Linked DNA regions of Mus musculus: region 2 is linked to region 1. Evidence: chromatin contacts called from public HiChIP or PLAC-seq data. All regions are on one chromosome and are shown on one strand. Each heading gives the region's core, a stretch centred on a gene start, on an enhancer-like site or on the middle of the called end of the contact. The rest is flanking DNA. Distances are from core to core; before and after follow the strand shown.

Region 1 (5,263 bases), core at 88-2,587:
ATGACATTTCAGATTCTACATGCCTTAGCCACTGTTGCCTGTCTCAGAGAGAGCTAGAAATGTCAAGTTGCATGTTGGCAATTGTCTGTTTGGGGGATCTAAGGCTTCACATGATCTGTTCAGCTCACCTAGAACCATCAGGGTAATACCAGCTGTTCCCAAGCCCTGGCTTGTGACTGGGGTGGGGAATCAGCCAGATTATGGAGTATACATCCTTTTAAAGATCCCCGACAACAGATGAAGGTCTTCCTACCACTGAACTCCAGCCATGCCTGCTACTGTAATCGTACTTAGGAAATGAATTTAGGAGACCAGCAGGCTTAGTCAGGCATGACAACTAATAACATAGTCCCAGCATTCCAGATCCAGGAGCAGGAAGATCACAAGGTCAGGGTTGGCTTTGGCCATGTGGTCAGACCTTGTCTCAAAAAACAGCCTGCAAACCAAAATTCCTCAGACATCTTTTAGACCTGGATCCTGGTTATCCTTACAGAGCTACTCAAGAACTCATGAGCATTTGTGCCCTGCAGTCTTGATAGACCTGAGGACTTAGTTTCTGTTTTGACAAGGAAGAGATTATCTATAGATAGCAATTTTCAGAACCAGGCTTCCCACTTCTCATTCTAGAAGCTCAAAAACAGGTGGGTCTGAATCAAGTCCCCACCCACTTGCCTCAGGTCTCTCCAGAAAGGGGGACTTCTGTGGCAGGCTTAAGCAAGTAGTTTACCTGAATGGGCAGATGCCCTGGACACATGGGCTAAATGCTTAGGTCATGTCAACTCTCCCAGCTGCCCAAGTCTTGCCTGAGTCATACCACAGTTCTGGGCATCATGGATCCATTACCATGAATAGATAGCATGGCAAAGAATCACCTCTTTGTACCCAAGTCTCTCTTCTTGTGATGTAAGACTGGAAACATCTGTCTGCCTCATGTTGTTACTGTAAGTGGACCTAAGGCAATGGGAAGCAGATTTGGAGAACTCTGTCTTTCTAGGTATTTCTTGTTGCTGCTGTTACTGTGACCTTCAAGAACAGCTGGTTTCAAACTTCCTGTGTCAAAGAACTGTAGTGCTTTCTGAAAAGACCACCCCTGCTTACTCACCAGCCCCTGGGAGGGCGGATTAAAGTTGTTGTGACTGCAAACCCAGCCGATATGGGCTGTAATATAGTAAATTATCACTTGTTTTGCAGTCTTGACGAGAAAAATAAATGCAATTACACTCATGAATGTTGAAAAATGAAGCAAAGCAATGTGGATCGGCACATTTGAGGTGCTTTTCCAAATGAAAAGCTGCCTACAATGAATGCTAATGGGCTCCCTCCCTCCAGCTCCTTGGCATATGGTGCAATGTGATCTTTCTGAATTAAGAGAGCAGCTGCACCAAGTGGCTGGCCATGGGGGCAGTAGCCTTCAACAGCCTCCATGATAGGAGTCTCAGCAAGTAGACCCAATGTTCTCCCTAACCTGGGTACCCAGGATGGGCCCAGTTTCCTAAAGATGATACTGAAATGATTTTGGAGCCATCTCTCTGTTTCAGGATTCTTGACTGTACTCTGTAGTTTACTCTGTGTGGCAAGCACACATTGAACAGCAACTATATACTCCACAGTGTACTGGGAGAGAGGGATAAGTCCCAGACATCCTTTCCCTGCTAATCATACAAGACCTTGCCACCTAGGCCCAAGGATTGCAACATCCAGCTTTGTGTTGTCATGACAGTGGCCACCGTACACTTAAAATATGGCTAGTCCAAAATGAGATGTGCTTGAAGAATAAAACACATACTTGAACATAAACATTTAATATAAAAACAATGGTCAAATAATTGGGAAGGTGGGCCAATTATATGCCAGTAGCACATTATTTTGTTTAAGGGACTGGGGCGCCAGAGGATTTTCTGTTTGCATGGCCTTCTGGATTCTGATGAGCTAAGTTAAACATACTAAATGTTTTGTTTTGTTTTGTTTTTTTAAACCTTTTAACATATGGCTGATAAAATTTTTTGAAGGGAGAGGATGACTTCCACTTACTTCTCTTGAGCGGTGTGGCTCTAGATCTGTTTTCTGGTTACCCACATCTTTTGACACACACTCCCTTTTGGGGACACTCTGTTAGACCTTCAGCCTCACCTGCTATTTGCTGTCTCAGGGACCTGGTACTTGGGGAAGGCTTTTTCCAGAGTTTTCTTTCAATTTAACTGTCACCTTCAGTGAGAAGTACTCTGTGACTGTCCTTGTAGCATATGTATCTTTAATAACACTCAGTTCTATGATGTATGTATTTGCTTCAGTATCTGTTTCTCCTAAGAGAACAGAAGGAAGGATTGGGACCTTCTGTTTTATTTTGTGCTATTTTCAAGTGTGTGTGTGTGTGTGTGTGTGTGTGTGTGTGTGTGTGTGTGTGTGTTTGTGTGTTTAACTGCACCTATTGTGTGGAGGTCAGAGGTCAACCTTGGTGTCATTCCTCAGACACAATCCATCTTGATTTCTTGAGAACAAGTTTTCTCTGCAACCTTGGAACTCACCGGTTAGGTGAGGCTGTGTGAACCCCAAAGATCTGCCTGTGTTTACTTCCAATTGCTAGGATTACAAATGTGTGCCACAGTGCCTGACTCTTTTGCTTAGGTACTAAGTACTGAACTCAGGTCCTGAGAGTTTCATGGTAAATACTTTATCACCTAAACTATCCCCCTAGCTCATGGTTTTCCATGTCAATCTTCATGTTACTGTAGCAACTGACACATAGTAGATACTCAGATTATTCTCTTAAATGAATGCATGGATAGTTAAGTGTTTCATTTATGTTACCAGGGAGAAACCATTTTGGTTATTTTTAGATTGCTGATGTTTGAATAAGAGTCAACAATGGGCCCCAATCTATCAATCAAGTGAAGTCTGAATGAAAAGAGAGAGACTGAGGAATGATGTAATGAATTTGGTAGAGTCAGGATTATGTAAATTAATGAGAAAGCTAAGTACAAGTGGCTGAACTCAGAGAGGAGTCTAAGGGGCCAGGGCAGGGAAGCCCATTAGGGAACTGCTTGAAGTATGGACAACACAGCCATCCATTGCCTTCTGTTTCCCTTTGGCTGTAATGAGCCAGGGTAGCTGGTGCATGATGCCTGGAGATGAAGGCCAAGGAGGCTCCCCCTCTTAAGTACAGAGCACGGAAAAGGGTCTATCTGGATTGAGGAACAGGGACACTAGTTACAAAGTCTAGTGGGAGAACAGACAGTAATTGTTACCCCCAAAAGACCTAAAAAGCTACTTCCTTTTAATGTGAGGGAATGTGTCTATTCCAGACCAACAACCCTCTCCTAAAAGTATTCTAAAAGTAGGATGCTCATGAGCATTAAAATTGTTTAACATTCATGAAGAGATTTCTGGCCATTGAATGGGAAGTGTAATTATGGGAGGCATAAAGTTGTTATTTGCAGAGGATATTATTATTCACCCAAAGCTCAAGAGAAATAAGTGAAAAACCATTACAACCCAGTGCAAGAGTACAACAGGGCAGCCAGTCAGGGACTAATCATAGGAAAATCAACAATTTCCTCAGCCTTAGTAATAACTAGTTATAAAAATAATATAAAATGATTAATTTTGCTAAGGCATCAAAGTATAGAAAGCTGAGGAAACTCGAGAACTAGGGACTTCAGAAGGGAGCTGAAGAGTAAAATGGAGAAAAACAAATGAAAGAAAGAGACAGATCACTCTCATTCCGTGACAAAGGCTTCCTACTTTAAATCTTGTGGGATTAGGTTTTGTTTAAAGTGCGTTTCAGTAGCAATTAGTGAGCAGGGTTACAAATGAATTGTTTAGTTGATCTAGAAAACATAAATGAGTACAGCTGACCAGACAGATGTTGGGCGACAACAGGGGAGGGATATTATTACTCCCAGAAGATTAAGAGAACAGAATATGTCCTATAAAGAGACATGCATATGCTTGTATGACTCAGTGTGTATGAGCATACACCTATGTATGTTAGATAACCTGGACACTTCTAATAAGTGAGATAAGTCAGGATGAAAATTCATCTACAGTGAGGTGTGGGCTAAGTTGGGATAGAGTTTTTTCCTTTTTTAATTAATTGATTTATTTACTTTATATCCTGATCATAGCTTCTCCTCCCTCCTCTCCTCCCAGTCTATCCCTCTTCTTTCCCCTCCCCAACATCCTCCTGCCCTCCCTTTCTTCTCAGAAAAGGCTCAGAAAAAAGGGAGGCCCGTTGGGATAGATTTTTAACATTCACTATCAAAATGTATTCCAGATGAATGGAATTAGTATCATTTAAGTGTAAAAACTTTAAGTCTCTATGGCATGTGATGCATAAGTGACTTTTATTTATTTATTTTTGTTTTTGTTTTTGTTTTCGAGACAGGGTTTCTCTGTGTAGCCCTGGCTGTCCTGGAACTCACTCTGTAGACCAGGCTGGCCTCAAACTCAGAAATCCACCTGCCTCTGCCTCCCAAGTGCTGGGATTAAAGGCATGCACCACCACACCCGGCCATAAGTGACTTTTAAAATAATTTTAATATTAGAACAGCTCCTGGAAAAAGAGCAACAATGACAAGTATTTCACCCTGAAAAAATAAACAAGAAGAAAAGACCTACATCAAAATGAGCCTTGATACATACACACACACTATTTAAACATATAGCTATATAAAATAAATGATTGATACCATGAATATGAAAAGAACTTCTACAAATCAATAAAAGAAAGACAAATGATCCATTAGACAAATTTTGTGTTGGTGAGACTTCTGAGAAATACTGTCAGTGTAAAACACATTGGTACAATATTTAGAGAGAACAATTTAATATCTGTCAAAAACATGAACTATGTATATCTCTGGCCCCCAAATTTATTCTTGAAGCTGTATTGCAAGGAAATAATCAAAGATAAGCCTAAAGTGACAAGTTCTGAGTGTGTGACCCCGACTTCCCAGAATTCTCCTCTAGCCACTGTACTACAGAATAAACGAGCTTGCTTCCCGGGATGGCTGCGAGGTTTCTTTTGGATGATTTGCCTGTAAAAAGTCCCGGGAGAATGGTGCTGTGTATTCATGGTTAACTTCGGGCTCCCACATCTTCCCCTTCCTTCTCTACCTTGGGGACTATTGTACATTTCAGCTCTAGGAGGAGCAAAGGAAAGAGCACTACACCCAAACCCATGTTTAAATTTAGTGGCGCTTCTTTAAGGGTAGATGTTCAGTTTTGCGAGACATCATTTAGTAAGTGATAACAGTATGCAGGC
Region 2 (5,393 bases), core at 2,796-5,295, 320 kb before region 1:
CAAACTCAAGCTCCTATCGGAATCACCTGGCAAGGCTGTCTAACTCGAAGATTTCCGGGTTCTACCTCCAGTGTTTCCATAGGGTTAGGGTGGGGCCTGAAAACTTGTATTGAGATATGTTCACAGGAGAGAGGGAGAGGAGGTGGGGGAGGGGAAGGGAGAGAAATTCTCCTGGTCCAGATACCCCATTTGCAAGTGAGTTTTAGGTCAGTGGTTGGTTGTCAGACTGTCCTATGAGACTTTTACCTAAAAAGAGGTCACACTTTGTCCATGAACTAAAGACATTAATATTGTGGCTGCCTATGCAGATTAGGAGCAGGCAAAGATAACATGCCAAATAAATGAATCTGTATGCTAATAAAGCTTTATTAACAAAATCAAGCAGTGGGCTGGATGTGAGTCATGGCCTATGGTTTGGTCACCTCTGCTGTACAAAAGTGTTAACAGATGTTTATATGAAAAAGTATCCATGTGTCAAGGTCTATGTATGTCTGTGGCACAATAAAACTTTATAATACAGACAATGGGTCAGACTTTGGAGAGGCGTGGCAACCGTGGCCATAGCAGTGTTAGTAGAAGTTTCTATAGCTGTGGCATTCGGCTGCTACTCACCATTTGTGGCCTCTGAACACTTGAAGTATTGCTAGATACAGACTGAAATGATGAATTATAAGCAACGTAGCAAGTGTATTCTTGGGTCCCAGAAAGAAGAGTGCAGCTACCCACAGCAAGTGAGGGGACACAGCATCTCTTCACACAGGCCTTTGTTTTCCCTGAGTCTCCTTCTCCTTATATATAAGATGGGGGTAAATCAAGGACCACACCACTGGCCTTTCTACACAGGTAGATGAGGCACTTTGCCCTTGAGTGTCTTTTCCTGGTTGCTGACAGGTTGGGAAACACTGGGACAGAAGGAGTCTGGAGACGAGGCCTGTCTCTGTGTGTTTTTCTGTCCTCTCTTTGTACATGCTTCCTCCCAGAGGGCATAGGTCACACCTGTTGCTCAGGCTGCAGTCTCAGCCTCTTGGACTCATGCTCACTGTGAGCACAGCAGGTGTCGCTCACTGTGGAGAGGGTACATCCCATTTTCCACTTCCTTGAAAACTGCCCAGATAAAGAGACAACATCTGAATTCTCCTGTTTCGACCCCTACTAGGGTTGGAAGGGAAGTCACCATGCAGATAGGAAAACTAAGGCTTCTAAAGGTTTGCCAAGCATCCCACAGGGTAAATGGAATACTGGCCCAGAGGATGAGAGGGAGGGGGAGGGGAAGGGAGAGGGGGGGGGGAGAGAGAGAGAGGCCTGCTGGTCCAGCAGCACTGGAGGTTGCTTGGTGGAGTACTCACTCCCTCTAGCTATCACAGGACACCCCCTGGGCTCTACCTTCATTCAGCACTGATGCAAAGCCTGCCCTGCACTAGGAGCCAAGAGGAAAGCACCCTCCCACTGGGCAGGTGGATGGAGTCAAATGGCTGTTTCTCTTCTCTAACCAGATATCCCCCCCCCCCCCTCCAGCTGCTAATGCAGGAAGTAAGGAATTGACCCTGGAGCTCTCGGAACCCTGGCCTTCTGAGAGGGTGGTTTTAGCTGGTTCTGAGAAGATCTTTAGGGCATTACTGATCTTGTGGGACCCACCCTCCTCCTTCCTTAAAGCTCCTCTGCCCTCAGCCCTGGGTGAAGCGTCCAGATGCATTGTGGGAACTGTCTCCTAGGACAGACAAGTGGAGAGATAGCATCTCCTAGGTGATGCACCTAGGGGACCAGGACAACAGGTTTGCTGACCAAATGCCTCAAAGAGAAACTTAAGTGAGTTTACCCGGGAAGGGATGTGAGATGGCCCTTCCAGGCAGAGGGAGCTGGTCTGGTGCAGTGTGACAGTGAGGCCAGATGCCAAAGCTTACCAGTCAGTAGGTGGAGCACAGGGCCTGGGAACTACAGCTCCAGACCAAACCCAAGAGGGTGCTGGTTTGAGACCCTGCAGCTGGGCAAGCAAGACCTGCTGCTGTGATCAGGTCACATTCTGCTAGTCGCTCACCAAGAAACAAGATGACTTTCCTTGGGGCCATGCGATCCCCATTCGGATTTTGGAGTTTTGGCTACAGTGATAAATAACATCCTGTAGCATGGGCTCAGGAGCTGAGGGATGGTGAGAGCCCAGAAGATGTCCCGAGAACCGCTATTTTATCCTTAGAATGCCTGAGAGAGGGGACGGATTGGCAGGCACTCAGGGGAACCCTGACAAGTTACACCAAACTACTTAGTGGCTTAGAGACCTCCTATTCCTCTCCTGGGTCAGAGCCCCCCCCCCCCCCCCCCCCAGTCTCCCATCAGCCAGGACAATCACAGCTGTGGGCTGGAGTCATGTTTCTTCTTAGAGGCTGCACTCTAACTCATTAACTTAAGGCTAGGCCTGGATAGACATGGGCTGGATCAAACAGTTGGGCAGTTTAGCTCTGAGCTGAAGGGATCTTCTATTCCTATTGTTCCCAGGGGGGCAATCATCCTGTGTCACCAGAGAACAGCCAAGGCTATGACTGCCCAGTCAAGTGCACTGTCAATATTAGTAAAAAATTTAAGGACCTGCAAGGTAGCTTGCAAGAGGTCTAACTCCCAGGCTCCCGCCACTCCCCCCCCCCCCAAAACCCCCCAGAGCACAAACCCTATTCCCTGGAGTGAGGGCTAAGCAGCAGGGTTTTCTTTTTTTTGGGGGGGGGAGGGGTCCTCTCCCCTGGGAGAGTGCTTTGACCAGGGAAGTGTGGGAGGTGCTTGGCCATGCAATGGGCTGGCCCCTGTGTTTATCTTGAGAAAAGTGGAGGCTGTGGAGGTGGAGGGAGGTCGTTCAGAGCCAGGTGGAAGCATTTGCCTGGAATTACAAGTGTGGGCTGAGAGAAATAAATGGGCTGGTGTTCAATAAAAAACGTCCACCTCGGCAGAGCTGGGGTACCAGTGAGGCTCTGCCAAAGCAACTCCAACCCAGAGCCCCTGGTGCCCCACTTTTGGAGATGCTGGCTGTGTTTGACTTCCATATGACTCCTAATGGTCTGTCTGTCCGGTTCAGTCCTTTGGGACTCCAACAAGGGAGTGGAATGGGGAGGGGGAAACACTTTGTTAAACCGAAGGAGGGCTTTGGGCAGGCAGTAAAGTGTTTACAAAGTAGGAATCCCTTCAGCATCTTTGGGTGTCCTTATCGAAGGCCTTTATATACAAGGCTCACATCCCTCCCCTGGTGGCAGGCCTGTGGGCTGTGGCAGGCACTGCCCAGTGATCTATGTCTTTAGGCCTTCAGCCCCAGCCAGGTCTTTGTTCAGACCAGGAAGCAAAAGGGGGAAAGCTCCATTTCTCTCTGAAAGGGAGAACAGGGGAGGCAGCTAGAGAAGGGGGAGAGATTCCCACACCTGTGTGTGTAGGGCGGGGTTAGGGACAAGAGAAAGAGATGTGTTGTGATTAAGGTCGGCTGTGCTGGACTGCTGACTAGATGATAGGGGATGAGGAAAGAGGGAGGGAAAGGGAGAGAGAAAGAAAGAGAAAGGGAGAATATGAATATACGAGAGAATTTTAGGGTGTGCAGGAGACCCTTCAACAGCTGTCCCCAGCTTTGCGAAGCATCCCCCTCCCGCAATTCACAGCCCTGTAGCGTCCGGAGTTGATCGGGCCTCTCCCTCCCCCTGCCTGCTCGCACTGCCCCCCCCCCCCCCAGTCACCTGTTCTCCCACCCTTACTTCAAAGGCTGTTCCAGGTTTCTCTCCTCCCCCCATCGCCTCGTACCTGCGCCCCCGCAGGGTAGCCTGAAAGCGATGCTCAGCTGGGTGGTGTGGCGCGGGGCGAAGAGGCGAATACCCCGCAGATCCTGTGTGTGCAAGAGCGATGTGTGTACGCGCTTGAGTGCGCGAGCGGCCCCGAGCCGGCCAGCCCGGGAGAGGGTGCGTGGGGGAGCCCGCGAGTGGCAGCCGCGGGCGTGTGCCAGGCGCGGGCGGGCGTGCGCGCGAGGGTGTGTGTGCGTGGCCGAGGCGGAGCGCCCGGGCGGGCGGCGGCGACGGCGGCGGCGTTAGGACTCTGGGGACACCGCCCCCCGGCCCCCGCGTCCCGCCCCCGCCCAGCCTCGCGCCTCAGTTCGCGCCGCGCCTGGGCTCGGAGCGCAGCGGCGCCGGCTCCCGCAGCCGGAGAGGAGCCAGCCCCGGGAGCCCAGCGGCGCGCACTGCCTGCAGCCGCGCTGGCGATGCGGGGCCGCCCCGCGCCCGCCCGAGTCCCGGCCCCGGCGCCCTCGGGAAGGGGCTGAGCCGCTTGCCGCCCGGATGGGGAGCCTTGGCGGGCTCGCCCTCTGCCTGCTCCGGCTCCTGCTCCTGGGGCTGCAGCGGCCGCCGTTGCCCGGCGCCGGAGCGCAGAGCGCCGCAGGTGAGTGCGCCCGCCGGGCTCCCCGGGCCCCTTCGCTCTCCCCAGCCCTGGGAGGAGAAAGTTGGGTCCCGTGGCCAGGGGATGCCGGGGCCCGGTGGGAGTCCCGTCCCAACCTCCGGACGCAGCTGCTGTGTCCAGGCGTGCCCAGTCCCGCTCCAGGTCCCCCCCTGGCCCCTCGTCGCCTTACTTTCCTGCCGCTTCCCCCCCACCCCCGGGCGGGAGTAACTTTGCGCGGCTGTTGCGAATATTTCCACTTGCTGCCTCCCACTTGTCGGAACCTGTCACTCGAGTGTTTCGGGGTGGAGGGAGGAGGCGCCGCTTCTCGCCCGGCGCGGAGCACTGTCACCCGGGCAGCTTCCTGGGCTGCGCGCTCTTGGAGTGGGGAGCACAGGTCCCTAGCAGGCCCAGGCTGCCAGGGCGGTGGCTTTTCCTTTCTCCTGGGAGACACTGAAGATCATCCAGTGTTGTTCTAAACACGCCGCTCCCCTTAGCGAGCCCTTAGCAGCTGGGACTTCCCATGGGAGTGTTCTTGTGAATGACCCACTCGGCTAAACCCTCACCTCACCTCGTGGCTCTGTCCAGAGTAATGGGTACCCTGCTAAGGCCCTTTAAGTGCAGTGGCTTTGATCAGTGAGCTAGTGGGCTTCTGAAAACTTCGGGACACTCGTCTTTCGGCTTGCCCATGGGCAGGTAGCTAGTTCCCCAGAGTGTGTCTAGTGTCTTCTTAGTGGCGACTGAGCTGAAGAGACCACTACCGAGGGTCTCTCTCATCACTAAAACCCCACTGGTAGGGCTTCCTTCCGTGAGTCCCTTAAAGAGGGAAGGAGAGGTGGGGAGGGATACCTCCAAGTTCAAAATCACCTCGAAGTTTCTTAGCACCTTTGGTTTAGGAGTGACCACACTGAGCTGCTGTCGCTGGTCGGGGTCGGGGGCGGGGGGCACGTTGAGGCATGTCAGCGGAACTTAGGAAAGGGTTCTTTTTGGATTGCTAAGCAACAGCT

What was found. HiChIP or PLAC-seq counts read pairs in DNA pulled down with a chosen protein or histone mark.
Region 2: an H3K27ac HiChIP or PLAC-seq map of SST interneurons shows a contact between it and region 1, with 10 times the contacts expected there. The contact joins the promoter of Ptprt here to the enhancer-like site in region 1. A contact is called at or near these places in 7 of 39 promoter capture datasets (cranial neural crest, frontonasal cranial neural crest, hippocampal neurons and 3 more), 1 of 484 Hi-C or Micro-C datasets (cortical neurons) and 4 of 115 datasets of contacts at active chromatin or transcription factors (SST interneurons, astrocytes, embryonic forebrain and 1 more).

The regions. Positions count from the first base shown.
Region 1 is chr2:162,338,160-162,343,422 of GRCm38.p6, reverse strand. The region is part of intron 2 of Ptprt (protein tyrosine phosphatase, receptor type, T); the gene reads left to right. Among named protein-coding and RNA genes, the nearest start is that of Ptprtos, 50 kb to the left of the region's middle. Within about 2 kb of position 1,337, at least 5 of the 459 cell types and tissues checked have an H3K27ac peak or open chromatin away from gene starts, as enhancers often do. A contact at or near this core is called in SST interneurons, where this site is marked.
Region 2 is chr2:162,659,799-162,665,191 of GRCm38.p6, reverse strand. It overlaps Ptprt (protein tyrosine phosphatase, receptor type, T), which reads left to right and starts at 4,045. Exons shown (of 31, transcript NM_001291150.1): 1 at 4,045-4,392. The coding sequence starts at 4,293. 9430021M05Rik (RIKEN cDNA 9430021M05 gene) reads right to left here and starts at 4,029. Exons shown (of 4, transcript NR_033569.1): 1 at 3,766-4,029; 2 at 3,396-3,471.